Regions from separate parts of the Danio rerio genome. Here region 1 is linked to region 2. A link is a contact called in public HiChIP or PLAC-seq data. All regions are on one chromosome and are shown on one strand. Each heading gives the region's core, a stretch centred on a gene start, on an enhancer-like site or on the middle of the called end of the contact. The rest is flanking DNA. Distances are from core to core; before and after follow the strand shown.

Evidence for each region. HiChIP or PLAC-seq counts read pairs in DNA pulled down with a chosen protein or histone mark.
Region 1: a contact with region 2 is called in an H3K4me3 HiChIP or PLAC-seq map of gastrula embryo, with 2.8 times the contacts expected there. The contact joins the promoter of msl2b here to the promoter of nceh1b.1 in region 2. A contact is called at or near these places in 2 of 18 Hi-C or Micro-C datasets (caudal fin and hematopoietic stem cells) and 3 of 4 datasets of contacts at active chromatin or transcription factors (caudal fin, embryo and gastrula embryo).

What each region holds. Positions count from the first base shown.
Region 1 is chr24:31,008,890-31,014,366 of GRCz12tu, reverse strand. It overlaps msl2b (MSL complex subunit 2b), which reads left to right and starts at 4,034. Exons shown (of 2, transcript NM_001163313.1): 1 at 4,034-4,563. The coding sequence starts at 4,422. It overlaps stag1b (STAG1 cohesin complex component b), which reads left to right. Exons shown (of 34, transcript XM_687028.10): 34 at 1-899.
Region 2 is chr24:30,958,482-30,964,017 of GRCz12tu, reverse strand. nceh1b.1 (neutral cholesterol ester hydrolase 1b, tandem duplicate 1) reads right to left here and starts at 2,868. Exons shown (of 5, transcript NM_001077761.1): 1 at 2,707-2,868; 2 at 2,403-2,628; 3 at 2,125-2,194; 4 at 672-843. The coding sequence starts at 2,844.

The DNA.
Region 1 (5,477 bases), core at 2,785-5,284, 49 kb before region 2:
AATGTTTATTTAGTTCTTTTTAAATAGCAGTTTCACACAACTGTACGCAGGCATGTGAACTTTCCTCTCTTACTTTTCGTCATCAGCCCATGATCCCATTGTGAGCTTTCCTGTCAGTCAGCATTTCCTTCAGTTCAGATGGACCATAGAGAGCCTGGAAAATCCTCAATGGCGATACGATTTCAGCATCATCTTGACCAAATCGGTTTCTCTTTTTAACATATCATATCTATTGATTTCTCAGAGCAGATGCGGTTTAATCAGACATTTGTGTGATGCTGTTGATTTCTACATGCGTTAACGCCAATTCAAGTTCTGATTTTGGTCAGAAAGTATTCATATTTCAAGTTCATCCAAAAGTACTATTGGCCTTAAATTAATCATTTGGTTGTTCGATTGCTCAGATTTAGCAGATGAATTAAAGTTAAGCCCACATTTTTTTTTTTTTAAAAAGCTAAAGCTGTTATTTGAGGAGGAAGTACAGGGGAGTATTCAATACTTCAGACACTGGTCATGTGTTTTATACAGATATTTTGTTGAAGAACTCGTTTGTTCTGATTTTAAAGAAGTTTACCTCCTCTTGTTTAGAGTCTGCTCAGTGATTTACCTTTTTACTGTGCGTTTGTGGAAACATTGTAGCTTTTCACACAATACTGTATTGCTGTGAACATTTCTTGGTGGTTTATTGGGCTTTTATGTCCATCCGAATCTCCACGGAGCAGGTTTTTGATTGGACCTGTGTGGTGTTGAAGAGTGATGTCAGAACCCGCGTTTCGACTGGTGCTTTCCTGTTTCAAGACTCCAGTCAAACTGCGGGATTGTCATTTATTTTAACCTTTTCACTGTTCAAACTTTGCTTTTTTTAAAAAAAATGTTTAAATAAAAGTATTTAAAATTAATGTTGAGTATTTTCAACTTCATACTTGTTTTAATACACTTTAATTGTTGCTATGAACAAAGTTTGTTTTGGTTATTCTTAGACCATGTGGGACATTATGTGAAGCACATCTAAGTAAAAAAAAATAACATTCTCCTCCAATCTCCATGGAATAAGGAGAAATCTTAGAAACAGGGAAGGAACAGTAAGAACTGTGTCAACAAACATTGGTCTTATTGGGAAACGGGCTTTCAGCCAACATAATTTTGCCAGCAGGGAGTGTGTGTTGGTGCATATATACATACTCACACACACTCACACACACAGAAAAAATGGCTAAAAAAATCTTAAAATGATATTGCTTGTATTGTGACTAAATCAAGGTTGTCAGACATTTAGAGCTTTTTTTTATTATAACTGGGTGACACAGTGGCTCAATGATTAGCACTGTGGCCTCACAGCAAGAAGGTTGCTAGTTTGAGTCCCGGCCTGATCAGTTGGCATTTCTGTGTGGAGTTTGCATGTTCTCCCTGTGTTCATGTGGGTTCCCTCCGGTTGCTCCTGTTTCCCCCACAGTAGAAAGACATATGCTATAGGTGGATAGAATAAATTAAACTGGCCGTAGTGTATGTGTGTGAATGTTTCCCAGTACTGGGTTGCAGCTGGAAGGACATCCGCTGTGTAAAACATATGCTGGATAAGTAAGCAGTTCATTCAGCTGTGGTGGCCCCTGATGATTAAAGGGACTGAGTCGAAGGTAAATTATTTAATGAATCTAATTATAAATCAGGGTTATTAGAAATTGAATTTTCTAAAGATAAAGTGTCGGTACTGTGTTATTTAAGAATATGAACATGTGAAAACATCTATTTTGTTTATTCAATGCAAAAACAACCCTCTAAATGAAATTAATTTACAGTTGGAAGAAATGTCATGAATAGTTTGAGCAGAGAGAAAGAAATCTAAAGAGAGATAGTATAGTATTTTATATATATATATATATATATATATATATATATATATATATATATATATATTATACATACACATAAGTAATTGTGAATAATAAATAATTATATAGTTATATAGTATATTGATAATTTATTTTAGGATAAATTCTATTTTAAATAATGACGCAATTTGGTATATAATATTAATGTATTGTGAAGGTTTAATTCAAATTATCTAAAAAAAAAAAACCTGCAACCATAATGCACTTGAGAAATCGGGCAGAAAACAAAATGTATTAATTGCTGTACGCGTTAGATGGCGCTGTTAAAATGACAAATCCAATGATTTCAAATGTGCTTTTTCAACACTTTCGGGATGAAGTTTAGAAATGTACAGGTTAGGAGAAGGCTACAAAAACAATTCAAAGGCTGGAAAAGTAATTTGTAATTATAAAAAAACAGTAAAAGTTATTTGGAATGTGATTTGATTTCAGGCAGTGTCAAAAATTAATTATTTTAAAAAGGTATGACGATTTTACAATGTTAATTTGTATGTCATACCCCTTTAAAATAATATTTTTTTTATTATTGATTAAGTATTGTTTATTATTAGGTCATGTCAACAAATTAACATTAATACAGTTACAAAAAAAACTGAGAAAGAATATGGGTCAAACGATTCCAGTTGCATATTTTACTTTATGCAAATGGTTGTACCATTTCAACATTTTCCATACTTGTAATTTTTATAAAAATAAAATAAAATGAAGCTAGAAATATAAATTGAAAATGGAAATAACTTAAAATTAAAATGTGCACGGCACACATTTTTTACTTTTTTAAAAATGACAATAAATTTTATTAAAATTTGAAAGTGTTGTCAGACCCTACGGATTAAAACAAATATTCACTTTTAATTCAAACCCTAATAAATCCAGAGGAAAAAATGAAAGATTTAAAAGGTGAACAAATGTTCCACAGATATATTTATGATAAATAAGTGGTTTGAAGGATAGTTGTATTATGTTGAAAATGCACTGAATAAACTATAGACCATTTTGAGGGAAGTAAACAAAAACAATGGTCCCAGCGTATTTCCCGTTTTACATCTTTAATTTCTACAACTTCCGATAAACCAAAAGGAGCTACATATTGACAAATGATGCCATGACCGCTGTTTAAACACGAAGTTATGATTGAATTGCCTCTTGTTAGTTATGAAATAGTTTGACAACAAGCAGGACATGTTCATGGGCCGATGACATGATCACATTGAAATGATCTATAGAAATAGCGTTAAATATAGCCTAATAATCAAACAGTTTATAAAGATTTTCGTTACTCAAACATTTTACACAGAATTACATTTTAGTGGGTGTATTTTACATTTATAGCCCGTATTTTGTTTAGCATGTTAATGAATCTCTTGAATAACGTCTCTGTATGTCTAGTTTTTTTTTTTTTTTTAGTTTGTTTTTCTTCCGCCTCATCTTCACCCGCGCCACGCCCCGCATCTCAACCTTTATGTAACCAAGGGAACCAGTCGCCCACACCAGCTAGCGTTCCCTTCTCGCGAGTGTTCTCCTTATAGCCTCCAAAGCTGATGTATCGCGAGATTACCACCCTCCTCTCCCACAGCTGCCGCGCTTCAGCTCTCGCGAGATGTGTACAGCAGCTCCCCCTCCTTGTTCTACTGCGGAGAGGAAGGGAGGGGAGAAGCCTTTTCAAATACAGATACATTTCAATATCGCTACTGGATATATAATTTCCCAGCTTCTTCTCCAAACGAATGTTTTGTGGATGATAAATTCGCACGCGTAACACCCTCGACGCACGCAGACGACAGGAAAGCGGCGGGAGAATGCAGGAAAGAAGCGAAGCGGCCTGTTTTTGTTCTGAGGCGCAGCTCACACTGACATCAAACAGCCTCTCAACTCACACCGCTTTTTTCCTCACACCCGACTTGAAATCACTTCGCATGGATGCATAGTAAATATCTTGCACCTTAAAGTCTTTTTTAAAAGGAAGGAGCACAAAAGGCGGTCTGTTTTCGTTTATTATTGTTTTTGCAGCGCCATGAAGCGCGGCGGACAATAACAGAGTGACGGTGTTTGCGTGTAGCTGCTATCATTCTAGCTTCAGCACGTATCGGGATTAATAAATAAACAAACAGGCGGAATAGCACCGCAAACAAGGACTGCATTCATCCCATATCACACAAGGAGGCAATCTGTGCTCTCTGTTTGAATTTGGTGGTAATCGGAGGCCCAGTGGGGCGAAGAGCGCCACCAGCGTGTTGTTGTTGAATTAAAAAAAAACAGAAATCGTGCAAATGCATCTCTGAATTGTGCTTTCAACCTGACCCCCGTGGATGTGGTTTCATCACACGATGATGACGAGGATTTGGTCGTATTTCGTGCCGTGGAAGAGGGGCAAGCGTTAAGATGGAGTGGTTTTAATTGCATGCGATGAACAGACATTTCACAGTCGACGGAATTGCACGCGACGTTGATGATACGTGGGCTTTCACCGTCGCTCCTTCACGCTTTTATTTTCCTCCCCGAAGTGGATCCGTCTAGCACGACACTGCTGAGATGAACCCGGTGAATGCGACCACTCTCTACGTGTCAGCTTGTCGGTCGGTGCTGCAGTGCGATCCCCGGGACCCCCAGGCTTTGGCGGAAATCTATAAGCTCTTGCCCTTTTTCAGACAGTCTCTCGCCTGCCTTGTGTGTGGTGAGAGATCCCGTTTTATTCTGCCTCATCACTGCACGCTTGCATGATCACTTCTGCTTGATGCTTTATTATTGCACGCGAAGCTCCAGACAACATGACACACCCCCAGTGAGGCCACGAATTCCTGACCTACAATGACAACTGGAGCCTGGGCGTTCAGACACACAGCAGTGCATTTAGGCTGTGTTTATAGACGCATGGGCTTGAATAGTAATGGCTTGCCTGCTTGGTTAGACAAAATAATAATATTAAATCCTGGATGTTTTAGCAATTTATATTTCAAGACATGCTGTAATTGCTTGCTTAGATTCATTTGTCATAGGGGTTGCATGGAAATACATGGATTATAGAAACTATGATTAAAGTATATTTGGTCTTAATATATTCATAAACAGTTATTTAATTATTTAGAGATTTGTGTAGGGATCCAGATTAACTTAAATAAATTTAGAATTATTTATTGTATTTATTTTATTACATGTTATTTTCAGCACTGTATTTATTAGATGGTTTCAGTGGAAAATTGAAATATTAAATATAGTTTTTATTTATTAATTAGCATTATTCTTTTAATATTAAAATGCTGGCAACCAAATAATTTTCTTCAGAGATTATCCATGTAATTAATAATTAATTATTTTCAAAATAAATATGTAATGGATATTAAAAAAATATTTATACATTTTGTATTAATGTTACAACTGTTACCTTTATATTTTACTGTTAAAATATTTCCTGATTTCCTTTGAAACCTTGATATATAAATACATATTTAAATTTTTTATTATATATAAAATATATGCCATGTATATTTTTCATTATTAATAACAATTATAACGTTTAAGAAAATTAACATTTTTCCAGGCACGCAATTCTGTATTTCAAATAATTTTATATTATTTTATTTTATAATT
Region 2 (5,536 bases), core at 1,619-4,118:
AAAATAGAGTGTAAAGGCGTAGGGATATAAATATTTCCAAAATAAATGGGACACCCCTACCCCTTAAGTTAAATTGTGCAAACTAAGCGGTAGGGGTGAGGGCTTAGGTGTGGAATTGAGACTGTGCCATGCTCAATGTATTCTCAAGAGCCATATATGTTAAATCTGTTTTGCCTATAAATGTTTTTGGCTCTCAAAGTCCAAATAGCAAGTTCATTTTATACCCCTACCCATAAGCCTACCCCTCTGCCATCCCCGTCACCCTTAAAAGAGAGTGTAAAGGGGCTGGGATAGAAATATTTCCCAAAGAATTGAGACACCCTACCCCTTCAAGTTAATTGTGCAAACTGAGTGGTGGGGGTAAGGGCTTAGGCGTGGAACTGAGACTGGGCCATGCACAATGTATTGTTAAGAGTCATATTTGTTAAATTTGTTTTGCCTATAAATATTTTTTTGGCTCTCAAAGTCACAATATCAATTCTATTTTATACCCCTACCCATAATCCTACCCCTCCACCATCCCCTTGTGCAATTGGGATTGGGCCATGTTCACCTGACATACTATATCTAGGATTGCCTGAAAACAAATGTTCATTTTTGAGCGAACTATTCTTGTAATCATATATTAAAGTTGATATTTATTTGCAATTTGATGCTGATATTTCTCACACCTGTTGCGCCACAGCAGCGGCAAGGTTTCCACCAGCGCTGTCACCTGACACTGCCACACGTTTGGGGTCTATAGAGTAGCGACTTAACACCTCGGCTGTCAGGATGTGTTTTGCGGCCTGAAAAACATCATTATACTGATCTGGGAAACGTCCATCCGGGGCAAGTCTGTACCTGAACATATTAAAACAAAACACATAATCTGGCAATTTAAGCAGATGATATTAATTATAACTGCAAGATGTAAACTTAGAATCGTAATAGATGAAATCAAAATTGTAAGTCTACAGAGTGTTTTCACTTAGGACCAATGTCATGGTTTGGTCAGTTAACATATATGCGGCCATTATGGAGATACTCAAGATGTCAACAACAGCATATAGGTTACATGGTTTTTTACTACTAAATATGTTGTTCTGGCTGTTTATGCAACCTAAACCACAGAAAAAAGTGTGTAAGCCGTTAAATCATTTAAAGAAGGACTCAGTAAGAGGGAAATTGGTGTAATATTTTGACAAGCTTAAATTAATAGGCTCTACTCTGCTTGAACTGTTATAACCTTTGGCAGACTTAAGTAGTCTAAATGTTGTTGGTTTTCAGACTGATTATTACGGACCAAAAACAAGACAATTATTGATCATTTTCATCAACATTAATCAGCAAATTATGAAATTATTTGTTAGGTACAGTGGCTTTTATGCTCTGCTCTCCGACTGATGATGTGTCGAGATAACGCATCTATAAACTTTCAGCTAATATATTCATTATTTTGATTGCAAGATGAAGACTTTTAAATATATTTATTACCTTTTTAGTCCTTGAAATACTGTGTTACATTTTTTATTTATTTTTTAATCATGAAATAGGCTTCCTTATTTTCTTTCCTCAAAGAGAGAATGTTTTCAAGGAAATTTTCAGGATTTAATTCTACAGAAATCTCATTGACTGTACTTTAACAGAAATATTACACTTGAAAAGCTCTTTATGTGTTCAATTTCTTTATATTTTAAAATGAAACGATTTGTTATTTTAACAAATAATCCCAAATAAATTGGGATGAGATACTGACATAACCCATGGCTCCAGTAAAACCAAACAGTCTTCTGATTTTTTTATACATAAAAATGTGTGGCTTCAATCTCTACTTTTTGACATTTTCTGATTGAAGTTGACACTGCTCAAATCTGTCCGAATGTGTAACAACAAAAAATGTCTCAGGTTTTTGGTACTGTATGAAGAACTGTTGTCTATTGACTCTTGATTTATTTCCATACCTTTTTATACAATTGTAATGGACATACTCTTTGTTTTGTTAGTCTTTTATTCGACAGTTATTGTCTCTTCTATTTTCCCTCTCAATATCTCTTATATTGATCTGCTGATTGTGGCTGTATATTTTCATTCATGACGATTGTTCATGGAATTTATTAACGCACATTTTACAAAATGACTTACTCAACAGACAGCACGACTGCATCTAGCTGTTTAGCCATCTCCATGCACTGAAGATAATACGCCTCCATTTCTTTAAAGAAAGAATAACAACAGTGACATGAAACGTTTGAACATATAAGAAGCGTTTCCTTTCTCAACCACTAGATGGAGCGAGACAACTCGTCTGCTCTACTGAGCAAATCTCTTATATTTACAACTTCAGTTGTATTCTAAAAACACTGCTTTACATTACATTAAATAATAAACACGTCAATCTAAAATTATAAACTATATCCTACTTGCACTTCCGACTGTCCATCCTCCTCCATGTAAATAAACCACGCCTCTTTTCAGACTCTTCTCCTGTGCAGTGGACTCAAACACCAGCGCTTCCACTCCTCCAAAAGAAGCTTCTGTGATCCGGACGTTTGAACAGGACAGGTTACTTTTTACATCCATAAGAGAGGAGAAATATTTCAAAAAGCCAAAAGGTGAAGTCAGCCCGAAGTCGTGTGCCAAAAAACTCTGAGAGGAAGTAAACAGACAGCATTATCTCTAACTCATCGTTACAGTTGTATAGGCTAATAGCGTTTATAGGCTTACCAACTGCATAGACGATCGTATCATTGCATCTGTGTACATGAGTTTCCATGGCTCCGTTATAGTGGTAGGAAGAGGTATATAAATATAATAAGCCGCTGCAATCGACAGTAAAATCGTCGCGATTAAAATGGGACGCATTGTTGGTTATGCTAAAAGAGAATTAAAATGAACTTTAGCACAAATGACAGTGCTCATATAGTGGGTGCATATGACACTTCACCTGATTGCACAAAATAGATAGAGGTTATGTGAAAGATTTTACATAAAAAGTCCTCTTGTTGAGTTTAGGTTATTTATTGTGTTTGGGATTTTTTAAATAACTTTATCTGTTAATGTTTTTATTGTACTTTATATATTTTTAGCTCAGTTAAACTTGTGAGTGAAGAATATTAAAATGGGGGTGGGCGTGAATAAATTTAAATAAATTATCCAGATTTAGATTTTACAAAAGAGATACAGATAATTAAATAACCAATTAACTGTGTAAAATACTGTACTGAGTAGAAAATGTACAATGTAGCTAAATAGAAATTAAATCGATTCAAAAACATTAACAAGGTTCATTTATACCATAACTATACCATATAATTGTGTTTTTTAACACAATAAATGGTATAAATTTCTTTCATATTTTAAGATAAATGTCCCTCTCACGATACTGATCACATTTGTAAGTTGGTGCATAACTGAAAACTCCCTGATCTACTGAAACTGAAACACAAAGACTTTTATTTTGAAATAATTGCCTTGTTCTGTCAGTTGCTGAAGTACCGTCACATCCATGTCAGATTTTTATATTTGATAGATGTTTTTTCTACTTAGTCGAGTATTCTGTTGAAATTAATGTTGGTTACATTGAATGCAAATATAAATTATTTGCTATTTTGAAAAAAATGATAAAAATATTAACAACCTTGTAAATTTCATCATTTTGAATAGTAGATTCTTTATACAAAATGCAGACTTTCAAAATACCACATACCCCCGAACTCCTATAGCCTATACAGATTTTGTTAACTAACTTATTCATTCATTCATTCATTCATTGTTTTACCTAAGTGCCTTTATTAATCTAGGGTCGCCACAGCGAAATGAACCGCCAGCATATGTTTTTATGCAGTGGATGCCCTTCCAGCTGCAACCTATCACTAGAAATCATCTACACACACTCATTTACTTTGGACAGTTTAGCTTACCCAATTCACCTATAGCGCATGTATTTGGACTGTGGGGGAACCCGGAGCACCCGGAGGAAACCCACGTGAACACAGGGAGACCATGCAAACTACAAACAGAAATGCCAACTGACCCAGCCGAGGCTTGAACCAGTGACCTTGTTGCTGTGAGGCGACAGCACTACCTATTACGCCACCGCATCACCCTAACTAACTTATTCTGGTAATGAAGTCCCTTAAAGCTGTGACATATGTAGTTATATCTATGGAAAGTTCATCTGTATTTGGCTTTTGTGAATGTCTTCTATGTTGTTTTATCTTATTTTGTTATTTCATTTCAGTTATTTGATATTATCTTTGTTGAAGTCAGAACTATTAGCCCCCATTTACATTTTTTTTCTTTTTTAAATATTTGCCAAATAATGTTTAACAGAGCAAGCAATTTTTCACAGTATGTCTGATAAAAAAATTTCTGGAGAAAGTCTTATTTGTTTTATTTTGGCTACAATAAAAGCATTTTTAAATTTTTTGAAAGCCATTTTAGGGTCAAATTATTAGCCCCTTTAAGCTATATATTTTTTCGATAGTCAACAGTACAAACCATCATTATACAATAACTTGCCTTATTACCACTATTAACCTAGTTAAGCCTTTAAATGTCACTTTAGGCTGTATAGAATTGTCTTGAAAAATATCTAGTCAAATATTATTTACTGTCATCATGGTGAAGATAAAACAAATCAGTTATTAGGAATGATTTATTAAAACTATTATATTTAGAAATGTGTTGAAAAAATCTGCTCTCCGTTAAACAGAAATTAGGGAGAAAAAAACAGGGCCTAATAGTTCAGGGGGGCTATTAATTCTAACTTCAAGTGTATGTGTGTGTGTGTGTGTGCGTGTGTGCGCGTGCGTGCGTGTGTATGTATGTATATATATATATATTCACTTCCAAAAGAAAGATAGCAAGTAGAAGACGAGAGATATGATTTGTCTCTTCACTTTACTCTCATTAATGATCTTGAATTATCACGCAATACACAACACATAACAATAAATATTACATTTAACACACAATTGTACATCATATAATGATGGCACTGTGGAATTTGATAGAATTGTGAATTAACCTGGCTGTAAACGATCCCAAACAGGAAGTGGAACCTGGAAAAAAAGACTGACAAAACTTTATATTTTGATAGTAAACCACACTTTTAACATGAGTTAATATAATATAATATAATATAATATAATATAATATAATATAATATAATATAATATAATATAATATAATATAATATAATATGCTAGAATCTTGAATTAAAAAGTACACTTAAGAATTTAACCACTTCACTGATTTTCTTCTATTGCACAGATTCTCATCTGAAATACGCAGATAGCAGGGGTTTTTCCACAAAGGAATCAATTCTTGCATTCAGAATGTGTTACTCAGTCCTGGAGGTATGAAAATGTACATCTGTGCATCATCACACGCCTTGATGCAGCTGCACAAAACTAGGACACAGCACAATTGCATGCTTGTGTGTGTGTGTGTGTTTGTGTGTGTGTGTGAGAGAGAGAGTGAGAGAGTAAAAATGTACAACGCTGCATGTCTGTGTGTGACAGACATGAACCATCTTGTCCTCCCCTCACCA